2 separate regions of the Sus scrofa genome follow, and region 2 is linked to region 1. Evidence: chromatin contacts called from public HiChIP or PLAC-seq data. All regions are on one chromosome and are shown on one strand. The core of a region is the stretch at or near the end of the contact, and the rest is flanking DNA. Distances in the headings are between cores, read along the strand shown. Region 1 overlaps RAP1A (ras-related protein Rap-1A). Region 2 overlaps TMIGD3 (transmembrane and immunoglobulin domain containing 3).

The links. HiChIP or PLAC-seq counts read pairs in DNA pulled down with a chosen protein or histone mark.
Region 2: an H3K27ac HiChIP or PLAC-seq map of alveolar macrophages shows a contact between it and region 1. The contact joins two enhancer-like sites. A contact is called at or near these places in 5 of 47 Hi-C or Micro-C datasets (blood, embryonic fibroblasts, epiblast stem cells and 2 more) and 2 of 2 datasets of contacts at active chromatin or transcription factors (alveolar macrophages and skeletal muscle).

Annotation. Positions count from the first base shown.
Region 1 is chr4:108,685,388-108,691,540 of Sscrofa11.1, reverse strand. RAP1A (ras-related protein Rap-1A) reads left to right here. Exons shown (of 8, transcript XM_021090035.1): 3 at 377-445; 4 at 2,514-2,570; 5 at 3,572-3,712; 6 at 5,401-5,544. The coding sequence starts at 2,541. Among named protein-coding and RNA genes, the nearest start is that of FAM212B, 38 kb to the right of the region's middle. Within about 2 kb of position 4,745, at least 3 of the 83 cell types and tissues checked have an H3K27ac peak or open chromatin away from gene starts, as enhancers often do. A contact at or near this core is called in alveolar macrophages, where this site is marked.
Region 2 is chr4:108,836,516-108,842,915 of Sscrofa11.1, reverse strand. All of the region lies in intron 2 of TMIGD3 (transmembrane and immunoglobulin domain containing 3), which reads right to left. Among named protein-coding and RNA genes, the nearest start is that of ADORA3, 15 kb to the left of the region's middle. Within about 2 kb of position 1,640, at least 40 of the 83 cell types and tissues checked have an H3K27ac peak or open chromatin away from gene starts, as enhancers often do. A contact at or near this core is called in alveolar macrophages, where this site is marked.

The DNA of each region.
Region 1 (6,153 bases), core at 3,496-5,995:
ATTCATAAAGGAGTAATAAGACTTTAAATACTGATAAATTTTCACATTTTAATAAATTAGAATCCATATCCTTATATGTATCTTATTTGTATCTTCATTGTACTTTGAAACTTAATGTAGTAATTATTTTAACAGTGTAATGTCAGCAGCAGCATTGCTGACAGTTTTTAACACAACCACTTCCTTTCCTAAGTATACTCTTAATTATGAATGTATCCTTATATTGAAAAATAATGATACTTTACAATTTGCATTTTTACCAGAGTTTTCACATAATTTCATTTAATCGTTGCGATTTTGCAAGGTTAAGTAACATTTAAGAGGGGCTGATTTTTCTTTTAAGTCCTTAACTTTTGTCTGCTTTTTTTTTTTTTAGACCGTTCAATTTGTTCAGGGAATTTTTGTGGAAAAATATGACCCAACGATAGAAGATTCCTACAGAAAGGTAAAATGTGAAACGTGTATGCTCATGCTTACAAGTAGTTTCTTATGACTTTAAAACTTGATCCCTGGAATTGCTTTTTTAAAAATAGTTCTGAGAAATGACCCAATGTTCTGTATCTGTTTTTAAAAGTTTCACCAAGACGTGGTATTTTTCGTAGAATATTGCTTAGCTAAAGAGAGCTCCACATTCTCTCGCTGATTAATGTAATCAGTCCTTTAATATACCCATTTTCTTGGTGGCCTTTTTTTTTAATATAGAAAAATTGCATATAAATAGTAGGTATATTTTTGATGACTCTTTGTGTGAACTAAAATTAAGATCACTTTATACTTGAGGTTATCCAGTGACTGAAAGTTATTTTTGTTTAATTATATAATAACTTTAAAGATATTTCACCTTTAGACTATAAAAAATTAGACAGTTGGAGTCTGTGTAATAATTTAGTGTAGATACATGGCCTCATACATTTGTCTTAACCTGTAGCATGTACAACATCAAGAGTAAAACTGCAGACTATGGACTTTGCATGATAATGGTGCAAATGCAGGTTCACTGATTTTCACAAATGTACCACTTTGGTGCAGGATGCCGATGGTGGGGGAGGCTAGCGGGGAACAGGAAAATGGTATGTGGGAACTCTACTTTTTCTGCTGTTTTGCTGTGAACCTAAAACTGCTTTCTAAAAAGTAAAGTTTGTTTAAAAGGAAAAGAAATTTAAGTAGTTGGTCTTGACAAAAAAATACTGTTCTATTTAATTAGAAAACTAGCTGGAATTGTGGAGAATTTTCAAGTCTTTATTTCCCAAGTATGGTGGGGGCAGCGGTAGGGAGGGAGACAGTGTTGTAAGAAAGCCTAGTAGCCAACGATACATTAAAGAAAAAAAAAAAAAAAAAGATTAAACCTCCCTTCCAACAAATGAGAAAGAATTGCTTTGTTGGATGTTAAAATTTACCTTAAATAGTGCTATAATTTCTGTTGAATTAAATTCTTCAAGCCTACCGGAATAGCAGTTTCATTATCTGTAAATTGGAAACCAAATGGTGGTACATTGAGAAACCACAGAGTGAATTCATTATTCGTTGAACATACGCATTCACAGAGAGGGCAGATTATTATCACTTTAGTCCCGTAAACAATGGAACAGTGGAGTTTGGGACTCTACCCATCGTGCTCCTCATCAATCCCTGATGTGACACAGAAGCAGAGTTTAAAATAGTCCTTAGGTCAGTATGTCTATTTTTAGAAGACAGTGTTGCATTACTGAAATTTCCCCCAAATCAGTTGCTGGTTAAAGCATTAACTGCAAACAAAGATCTGTACCTTGAATGTCAAAGATTTTACACTTTTCTAAATCCCTTCTTTATTAAAAAATGTCCACACGGTTAATAGTTGATACTTGCTTTAGGCCAACCTTCTCTTCTGTGCAACACTGGGAAAGTAGAACCCAGTATCTAAAAGTTTGCCTTATGCACACAGTTTTTCCAAAGACGTAGAAGTCTTGAGAGCTGTAGGAGTTCAGTGTTATTCTGTGTTCCCTTTTAACTCTTAAATTAATGCTCCTGTGTGTTAAATTTGGGGCATTGTTTAGTAAAACTCTAACAGCTTGAATGTGGTAAGTTGGCAAAGTTTTCTTTACCCTCCCAGTCTTGGCTATATTTTGAACTATTTAGTACTTGTGTGCTTTGTTTTGAAGAGAATATAAATATACATACTTTATCCATTTTTCCCCTGTTAGAATTATACCTGTTGGTTATAGTTTTTCTTAAATTACAGGGTATGACCGTTGCCTTTTAATAACAACACAAATCAGTACTCAGTGTTCATAGTGGTCAGAAAATGCCTAAACTCAGCATCAGCAGTCCTGGCTTTGTAGTATTAATAGAATGTGTTTGAGACCTCCTGTTCTTTATTGTAGCACCAAGTTAGATCTCCACCGATACAGGAAACTGCTAGAGAAAGGCTTTGTAGTTGTTAATAGGTACTTTGAGCAAAGAAGTGGGAGGAAAACAGACTGACATTTTGATGTTACTTTTTCATCCCCCTCCACCCCCGCACCCTACCCCAACAGCAAGTTGAAGTAGACTGCCAACAGTGTATGCTCGAAATCCTGGATACAGCGGGAACGGTAAGCATGTTTTCTCTTTTTGTGATCGATTTTAATTTGTGAATAGGTTTTTGTCGCCTGAACGGTTCCTCTGAGTAAAAGCATTTATTCTGATTAAGAACTTGGTCTCTGTGTAGGACTTCTTAAATTTTCTTATGTGGGTGGCACTATCTATGATGTACTTAATGCTCACATATCAGTGTTAGATGTTGAGCTCATCTGCAGAATCTGTGTGTTGAATTTCTTTTCCCTGTATTGAGGTAAAAATTGTGCTATTACTGCTTTCTAAGAAAAGAAAAAAAAAGGCATTTTAAATTCAGATCACGGTCATTCATTTTTTTAAAAATTGGTTTAGTAGCACTTTTAACATCTCAAGGTTTATTAGCATTTTAACATCTCTGGTGACAGATATGTATTTCTGACCAAAAGTCTTTAGGATTATTTTGAGCCTAATTTTTCACATCCTTAAATGAGTATAATGACGTTAGTACATTATAGGGTGCTTGTAGTGATCAAATGCAATAGTGATTATAAATCACTTGGCACAAAATGCCTTTTATATGGTTTGAGTTCTCTGTATTTGCTTTTATTTTCATTGTCTTCATTTGTCACCTTTTTTATTTTTTATTTTTTTATTTTATTTTATTTTATTTTTAGGGCCTAACCTGTGGTATATGGAAGTTCCTAGGCCAGTGTCATATCAGAGCTACAAGTGCAGCCTATACCACAGCCACAGCAGTGCCAGATCTGAGCCGCATCTGAGACCTATGCTGCAGCTTGTGGTAACGCTGGACTCTTCACCCACTGAGTGAGGCCGGGGATAGAACCCGCATCCTCATGGATACTAGTTGGGCTCATTACCGCTGAGCTACAGAGGGAACTCCATGTATCATGTCTTGTGTTTCCTTCATGAAAACACATAATTAAAAATTCAGTAGCTTACGTATGATTATTCTGATTTAAATTGTTTCAGTATACATTCAAGAAGTTATATTTATATAATTGCATATTTTTTATTATAGGAGCAATTTACAGCGATGAGAGATTTGTATATGAAGAATGGCCAAGGGTTTGCACTAGTATATTCTATTACAGCTCAGTCCACGTTTAATGACTTACAGGACCTGAGGGAACAGATTTTACGGGTTAAGGACACAGAAGATGTAAGTTTTTCTCTCATGTATAGCACACCACTGTCTCTCCGTGGCCAAATAAAAAATGTCCTTTGTCTATCAGCAGAAGATTTGGAGGGTATCTTCCACGTGCCTAAAAGAGCCCTTGTGACCAAAAGCAATTTTAAGCTTTCTAAATTTACCTGCAGATTATATGCTGAGATGGTTGGAAAAGGAGGACATGTGTATAAAGTTCTTTCTCTCCTCACCACTCACATGGTGCTGTGGGGGTCACAGGTGCAGTAGAGAAGGAGGCATCCCAGAGCACGTGGTAGAGGCGGGACGCAGGTTGGGCTCAGAAAGGTGGTAGTTATGTCAGAAGAGCATGGTATGTCCTTGGTTCTAAAATTCTGTTGATACAGTTTTTGCTCACAGTTTTATCCTTTGAGTTATGGTAAAGATTTTAATGAACTGGGTTTTTATATTTTTTAATTTTATTTTAGTTGTAGAATTCCTTTTTTTTTTTTTTTTTTTTGTCTTTTCTAGGGCCGCTCCTGTGGCATATGGAGGTTCCCAGGCTAGGGGTTGAATTGGAGCTGTAGCCACCGGCCTACGCCAGAGGCACAGCAACGCGGGATCCGAGCCGCGTCTGCAACCTACACCACAGCTCACGGCAACGCCGGATCGTTAACCCACTGAGCAAGGGCGGGGACCGAACCCGCAACCTCATGGTTCCTAGTCGGATTCGTTAACCACTGCGCCACGACGGGAACTCCTAAAGTTATTTTTTAATGGTAAAACACACTGTTTTAGAATTCCTGTCTTTTTGAACAATAGCATTGTTGTGCCTTTTTGCAAAGATGACATGTATGTTTTACATGTTTGTCTCAGTTTTGTCTCTAGAGATTTCCTTTTCAAAAGTTGTATAAATTAGAATATAAAATTTCATTCGTACCTTCCTTTCTGTTTTTGTGTGTTCTTTCTCATTATTAATGGGAACATATGCACCTGCTTAGGACCTTAGCTGTGCGGAATATTGTAGGCGGGAAGGATTTGCACCATATGACTCATGCCCAACCGTAAACCTAATGAATAGTTCTCTTTCTTCCCGTGACTGATTCATCCAAGAGAGTTCTCTTTTCATAGGCAATTACATGCAAATCACTGAACCTCTGGTAATGTTCATCTCTTTATCCCATGAAATCAACTAAAGAAGACTGAGTTCTAGATGAAGACATAGCTGCTCAATGGCTTTATTTTTATTCTTGCTCTTTTTGAATCTCTCACCTAAGCTGGTCTTCAGATCTAGGCATCAGTTACAGGAGTAAAACGTACTACTGCATCAGTCTTGCCACTGCTTTTGGCAGTCATTGGTCCTGTGAGATGAGGCACTTACTTAAAACACAGGGCAGTGTGTACGTTCTTCTCTGTATTGCAGGCGCTTCCCCTTTCCTTCAGATTTTTCTAGTTGGAATTCAGCTGTTAGCATTATTCACATGAGAATTTTGGGATTATATTCGTAAAATAATTTAGCAGATCAGTGTTATGGGATCACTTCTGTATTTTTTTCTGTCTCTTCCCCCTCCACCTTCTCCCCAACACACATACATAACATTTTTTTTTAAGCACTTGCATAGTCCTAACTAACCCATTTCAGTTGGTGGCAGGTATTTGCTTACTTATAAGAGGCTGAGTAACTAGTATGTTAGTGTTCATTATGTGTTTTTTCCTTCCCACAGGTTCCAATGATTTTGGTTGGCAATAAATGTGACCTGGAAGATGAGCGAGTAGTTGGCAAAGAACAGGGTCAGAATTTAGCAAGACAGTGGTGTAACTGTGCCTTTTTAGAATCTTCTGCAAAGTCAAAGATCAACGTTAATGAGGTAATCTACAGCTGCTAGGCAGCACAAATAAGTGCCTTTTTTGTTTCCTTTAGGTTAACAACCCAAAACGTTTTTTTAAAAGAAAAAATGGTCTTCTTTTAAGCAGTCTTTATCAGTTTATGGAAAACACCAATTAATTCCCAGAAACCATATTCCTTCTCTTACATAAAATCATGTTGATGGCTCTGATGAGGACACTTATATGTACCTTATTGGCAAAGAGGAAGTTTAAGTTAAAGAATATGTTTAAAGTCCTGCTGAGCCTCCAAATGATACACCAGAAAGTGGTGTGTGAAGAGTGTTGCATCACCCTTGTATTCTAATAATTACCTATGCAGATATGTATGAATAGATTGTAAAGTCAAGTGGAGACGACCAAAATCAAAGTAGTTACTGTCGTGAACTTAACGTTGTACAGAAAGATATCACAGAATTTGTTGTTCTGAGTTCTGCTTCCCTTTGGTGTATCACTCAAAGGGAAGAAGCTGTGTGGATGGATACAGAACTGAAATTCTCTCGGTTTTTTAGGCCTCATACCACAGGCGCACGTGGCTTTTTTTTTTTTTTTTTGGTCTGTGACTTAACCACTGCACTATCTTGAGAACAGGA
Region 2 (6,400 bases), core at 391-2,890, 150 kb before region 1:
ACAGCTCTGATTCAACCCCTAGCCTGGCAACCTCCATATGCCATGGCTGTGGCCCTAAAAAAAGATTTAAAAAAAAGAAGGGTTACAGAGCTGCCAAGGTTGCATGGCTTATAGACAGTACAGCCAGCGTGCACCTTGGCCCCTCATTTGCCAGATCCTTGTGCCACCTGCCCAAGGCCGATCATTCAGTCCCACGGCAACCTCGAGAGGTGGGTTTTGCCAGTGTCTACAGATGAGTGACAGAGGTGAGCAGCTCGAATCCTGAATTCAGCAGTAAGACAGGCCGGATCGGCTTTTCCCCCAAACAGGGCATCTCCAGAGGGAGGGGCTCCTTCTTGACCCAGACTCTAACCTGCAAAACCTGAGCGTCCCAGGGACTGGCTATTGGGACAACCAATGGGAGACAGACTGGTTCCTCCCACTGGACGTCACAGGGGCTGCGGAAGCAGGACTCCCACCGCTAAGACTGAGCCTCCTTCCCAGGGCCTGGGAGAGGAAGCACCAGTTTCCTAAGCTGTCCGGTGCCCGTGCTCAGCTCTGGCTGTTTGACGAAGGAAACACCAGCTGAGAGGGGTTTTCGGTTATTGGCTGTTGGACCAGCCTAGGACGGGGCCGTGTGCTCCCTGATGGGAGCTGGCCGTGCTGTCAGTCTCTCCCCAACCCCCCCTCCCCCCCCCCCCCCCCGCAGATGCCAAGGCGACCCCTGTAGGAACTAATGGTTCCTTGGGCCGAGGTGATGGGCTGGTTGGTTCCTCAAGGCAGCTTTGGGGCTCTGAGGCTGCACTTGAGACACCCTGAGTGGATCTGAGAACTGGAGGGAGCCAGGCGCAGGAAGCAGAGGCCTTTGTGGGGGGCGGGGGTTGGTGTCCCGGGCACCCCCACGAGGTGCAGCGCCATCAGCTCGGCTTCCTTGCTCTAACGCGAGGGTGGAGGAGGTGGAACCGTCCGGCTGATTCATCCGCTGCACAATTCGAGGATGCTGGCGAGGTACACCCGCCGGACGCGCTCCTCCTGGGACTCTGAACGAGGGACGCGGAAGGGGTGTTGCCCAGAGACCACAGACCTGAGCCGATCTCCTCCTCACAGCCAGGCGGGGAGAGGGGCGCCCAGGTCAGGATCGGATCCATCCTGCCGGCGGTTGTCTCCCTCCCTCCCCCTGCACCCCCAGTTCCTAGGACTGAAGCCGGGATCCTCGGACAGTCCTGTCCTGTGATGAGCTGGGACTGGACTCTGCCTGCCAGGAAAGCGCCCTGGGCACCTGCCTCCGCACAGCGACCGCCCTCGCCGTCCAGGGCCCTGTGCAAATCACCGGGGCCCGAGGTGGCCTAAGCAGGAAGCTGCTGTCAGGAACTGAGAGTGGACAGCAAGGACAAGAGCCAAGAGGAAGTCACAGAGATCAGCTTAAAAATAACCCTCCTTTCCCTGTCTGTGGCGAACCTGGAGCCAAGTTCTGACGGCCTGGCTCGGGGCAATGTCAAAAAGATCTAGAAGCAAATCAGCAGAAGCCCATCTGGGGGCACGCCCGTGTCCTTATCAGCCTTAGCAAGCCCCCCGCCAGAACCCTCTCTTCTCAGAAACTTCCGCCCAGCCAGCAGCTGTTTCCTCTCCTATATTTAAACAACCAAGTTAGTGAACCTGGGGAGAGTTGCTGCCCCAGGGGAAGAACTCAGCCTCGGGTAGAACCCTTGGGCACAGAATGACACTGTGGCCTTGTGGCCTGTGCTTGGCTCCTCCCCGGCTTCTGCTGCCTGAGTGGGGCCCAGAGTTCCTGAGAAGCCTCAAATTGGATTGTCTGTGCAGTGAGCCGTGGGGCCTGGGGGGTCTGCCAGATGGTTTTCTGGGTACAAGCAGTGTGTGATGCCTTCCAACACCAGGTGAGGTGAACAGGATCCTCCCACCCCCACCCCCAAAGCCAGAGATCCCTGAAATGACACCTATTTCACAGCCCCAGCCCTGAGCACAGTGCGTCGGACCCCAACGCCGCTCGTCTTGGAACATATTCGGGCATCCTGGCTATTTTTAGACCTGTTTCCACCCTTATCAAAAGGGAGCTGTTTGTTGAGAGGAACTGCCACAGCTTTAGGGGGACCTTTTCCTGATTCTGCTGGCTCCCCAGTCCCAGCTATTGTGGTTTCATCCCACCAAACACACACACACACACACACACACACACACACACACAAACACACCCCACTCGTCTCAGCACTGGCTCCCTAACCACCCACCTTGTGATAACAGAAAATATTGGTTGAGCAGTTGCTCAGATGTGCAGACCCGTCCTTTGTGCATCTTAACGCATCTCCTTGAGGCAGGTAGCACTGCTGCCCCATTTTCTAGGTAAGCAGACTGAGGTTACATGACTTCATCAAGAATACTCATGCAGTCCGTGGCAAAGCCAGGATTTGGATCCAAGCAGACTGAGACCTCTTAGCTACACCTGCACCAGCTGTTCGGAGGTAGCACTGTTGGGCCTTCGCCAGACACACTCGTACCGTCCTTGCGTCCCCAGAATCTGGTTTTCAGTGAGCCACACAGAGCTGATTCTTTGGTAATGATAGTACTATGGATTCTGCACCTACCTAGTTTATGCCAAACGCTTGCACATTATCTTAATCAGGATTTCCCAACTCAGCTCTGTTGACATTTTGGACCACATAATTCTTGACTGTGAAGAGCTGTCTATGCACTGTAGGGTGTTTAGCAGCATCCGTGGCCTCTAGACACTAAATGCCAAGAGCGCTAAGTCAGGACAATCGAACCTGTCTCTAGAGATTACCAGATGCTCCCGGGGTGGGGGGGGAATCATCCCCAGTTGAGAACTGCTGCTCTAAATGAGAAATCTGACATTCAGAGAGGTTAAGCGATTTCCCCATGGCCACAAGGCTGGCAGGCAGAAGAGACCAGTGGGACCCAGGTTTGCCTGACACCAAAACCAGCTACATGTCACTGTCTCATGCTCTCCCCTACTTCTGAATAAGGAAGGTGTGAACGTGGTACTGAAACCTATTTGTCCAGGAGCCGAAACATCGATCAACTGGTTCTCCACCCCCTACCCCCACCCCACAGCCCCAAGATGGTTCAAATTCTGAACTTACAACATCTGGCTCCTACTTAGCTGAGCAGCATCTAGATCTTAGACTTTCGAAGCTAAATCCTCTGAGACCTAGACCGCTCCGCCAAGCCTGGAATTTAAGCTCTTCTTTACACTCACATGTCCCCTCAGCATGCCATGAGCTTGGTTTGGATACCCACTGCACCGGTTCTTCTGGAACCTTGGAAAGGCTGCAGCCTTGAGAACTAGTGGCAGCTCTACCAGCAGTTTGCCGACAGCCACCATCTAGGAAAATGCTGAGGCCAGGCTCAAATCCAAACTTCCGCCTGAGTCTCATCTCTCCTTCGAGTTCCGCTGGTTCATTGAGTAAAATCTTCATGGGCACAAAATGGACTGAATTTGCACAGTCTGCTACTTCCTGTGACACAGAAAGATGAGTAACTGGAGAGAGACAGCCAGGCATGTAAATGCAGAGTTGCCTACAGAAACCTAATTCATAGCAGAATTTAAACTACCCTGAGCCTCAATTCCTTGCATCATTTTTCATTCCCTCCCCTATTTTTTTCTCTTCTTTGCTGAACCCTGGTGGGCACAGTTACCTACCACTGTCAATGTATCATGGGTTAGGAAACAGGAACCACTTTCCACGCAGCCTTCCTCACGCACACACAACTCAAAGTAAGTTCTGCAGAAAACGAAATAAGTCGTCACAAAGAGTAGGTTCACTGCCAGAGTCTGCCCGCTTTCTTTTCTGAGGGAAATGAGAGCTCATAGCAGCTGCTACCCATGTTAGGAAAAGTCCAAAAGCCTCGGCGACCACGATAACTGTGTGGTTGGTAGCTGCTGTCTCACTGTTCCTCAAAAGCCCCCCCGCAGTGCTCCTCTGGCTCAGAGTCATCACAGAAGAATTTTCATCATGCGATCACAAGCTCAACAATCTCCCAAACGAGTCAGTGGGCAGATGGTGGCCAAAGGGCAAGAGTAAGTCTCCGTTTCCAGCGCAAGAATTTGAAACATTAGGATTTCCACTTGAAGCTTCTGTAATTTCTCTACTACGGTCACATAGGGGAGATGAAAGTTAGAGTGGTAAAGACGCGGAAGTGGACTCAGAGGAGCCAGCCAGCGTGAGAGATTGTTTTGGACTCAAGTCATTCATTTTTCAAACCTATTTAAAAAGCAGTGTTTTTCAAACCACAGATCTCAATCCGCTATAGAAGGAGGAAGTCAACTTGGTAGGTCATGATCAGAGTCTATTTTCAATTAAATGGAATGCAACTTATGTATCAGATTATGTTGCACATAATAAGAGTAATTTTTTTTCGCTTATGTTTGAGTGGATAGTGGATAGCCAACTAAAATGAATTGCCTTTGTTTTGCACCCTCACTGGAGTGTAACTAACATGCAAAAAACCTCACATACTTAATGTGCATGATGCGATCAAGTTTTGCTTGCATATACACCTGTGAAGCCATCACCACAATCAAGATAACGTATCCATTGCTCATCAAAGTTTCCTCATGCTCCTCTGTAATCCTGCCTTCCACGCACTAACTATGGATCTGTTCCCCGTTACTACAGTTTGTATGTTGTAGAAAATGATATAAATGGGGTCACATAGTAACCTTAAAAGAGTACTTTTAAAAAGAGTAAGTATGCACTCTTTTTGCGTCTGGCTTTTGTTCGGTAGCGTAATTTTGAGGGGGATGCACCTGTTGTGTGCATCAGTGGTTCATTGTGACTGCTGTGTAGGAGTCCGTTGTACAGATCGATCACAATTTGCTTATGCATTCACCTGGTGATGGACATCTGGCTTGTTCCCAGTTCGGGAATATTACAAATAAAAGTGCCATAAACATTCACATACAAGTTTTTTCTGTGGACATATGTTTTCTTGGGTAAATACCTGGTTATAGAATGACAGACTCATATGGTAGATGTATATTTAGCTTCCTCAGAAACTCCCAACCCATATTGTAAAATGATTTTACCATTTTATGCTCCCACACGTAATGAACCACAGTTCCGTTCTGCTACCTGACTCTTTGCCAGGGCTTGGAATAGTCACTCGATTTAATTTTAGCCTTTCTAGTGGTTACACAATAGTATCTCATTTTAATGAGCATATCCCGAATGACCAGCGAGGTGAGCATCTCTTCAGATGCTTCTTTGACATCTGATGCTTATTTGTGTATCTTCTTTGGTGAAGTGACTCTTTTTTTGATTTTTTTGTTCCATTTTCTATTGTTTTTTTTTTTATTTTAGCACATTCTTTTTGATTCATTCTGCAATATTTTCTCCAGTTTTGCTACTCTTTTTGGGGGAAGGGGGTACACACATGCGGCATATGGAGATTCCCAGGCTAGGGATCAAATCGGAGCTGCAGCCACTGGCCTACACCACAGCCAAAGCAATGCCAGATCCGAGCTGTGTCTATGACTTACACCATAGCTCATGGCAACACCAGATCCTTAACCCACTTGAGCGAGGCCAGGGATCAAACCCACATCCTCATGGGTACTGGTCAGATTCATTTCTGCTGCACCACAATGGGAACTTCCAAGTTTTCTATTCTTTTATATTGCAGTGTCTAATCTGTTCATCTCATCCAGTGTATTTTTCATCTCAGACGCTGTCATTTTCCTCGCTAGGATTCTATTCGGGTCTTTTAAGTATTTTCTGCATCTTTACTTAACAGGCTCAAACTTTGCCTTCTTGAACATATATTATAATGTATTATAACTAGTATTCTAACCTTTGTCTATGAATTCTATCATTTGTGTTATTTCTGGGTCTGTTTCTCTTGATTGTATTTCTCATTATTGGTCTTGTTCCTGCTTCTTTATGTGGCGGGTCCCTTTTTGATTGTATTCCAGGTCCTGTGAATTTTACCTTGTTAGTGCTAGATATTTTGGTATTCTTTGACCTTGTTCTGGGTAAGTTACCTGGAAAAGGTTTCATCCTTTCCAGGCTTGCTTTTAAACTCTGTTCAGTAAGACCAGAGATGCTTTTAGTCTGGGACTAATTTTATCCTACACTGAGAAGAAGGATTCAAACCAAAAGCCTATTCATTTGAAGATTTCCACTCTGGCTAGAAGAAGCAGGAACTCTTCTGGTCCAGTACGCTGCTCCTTTGGGGAGGTTCTCTGCAGCTTCGGGCAGTTTCCCCATCTACACTTGCTGAGCAATATTCAGCTGAAGCCTGGAGGGAGGGAGACGCTCTGCAGATCTGCAGAGCTGTTGCTCCCAAGCCCTCCGTGTTTGGTACTCTCTCCTGCAGACTCTAGCCCGCCTTGCCCTCTCCATACTTCCACCTCTATCTCCTCCATCACCAGGCTCTGCCTGGCTTT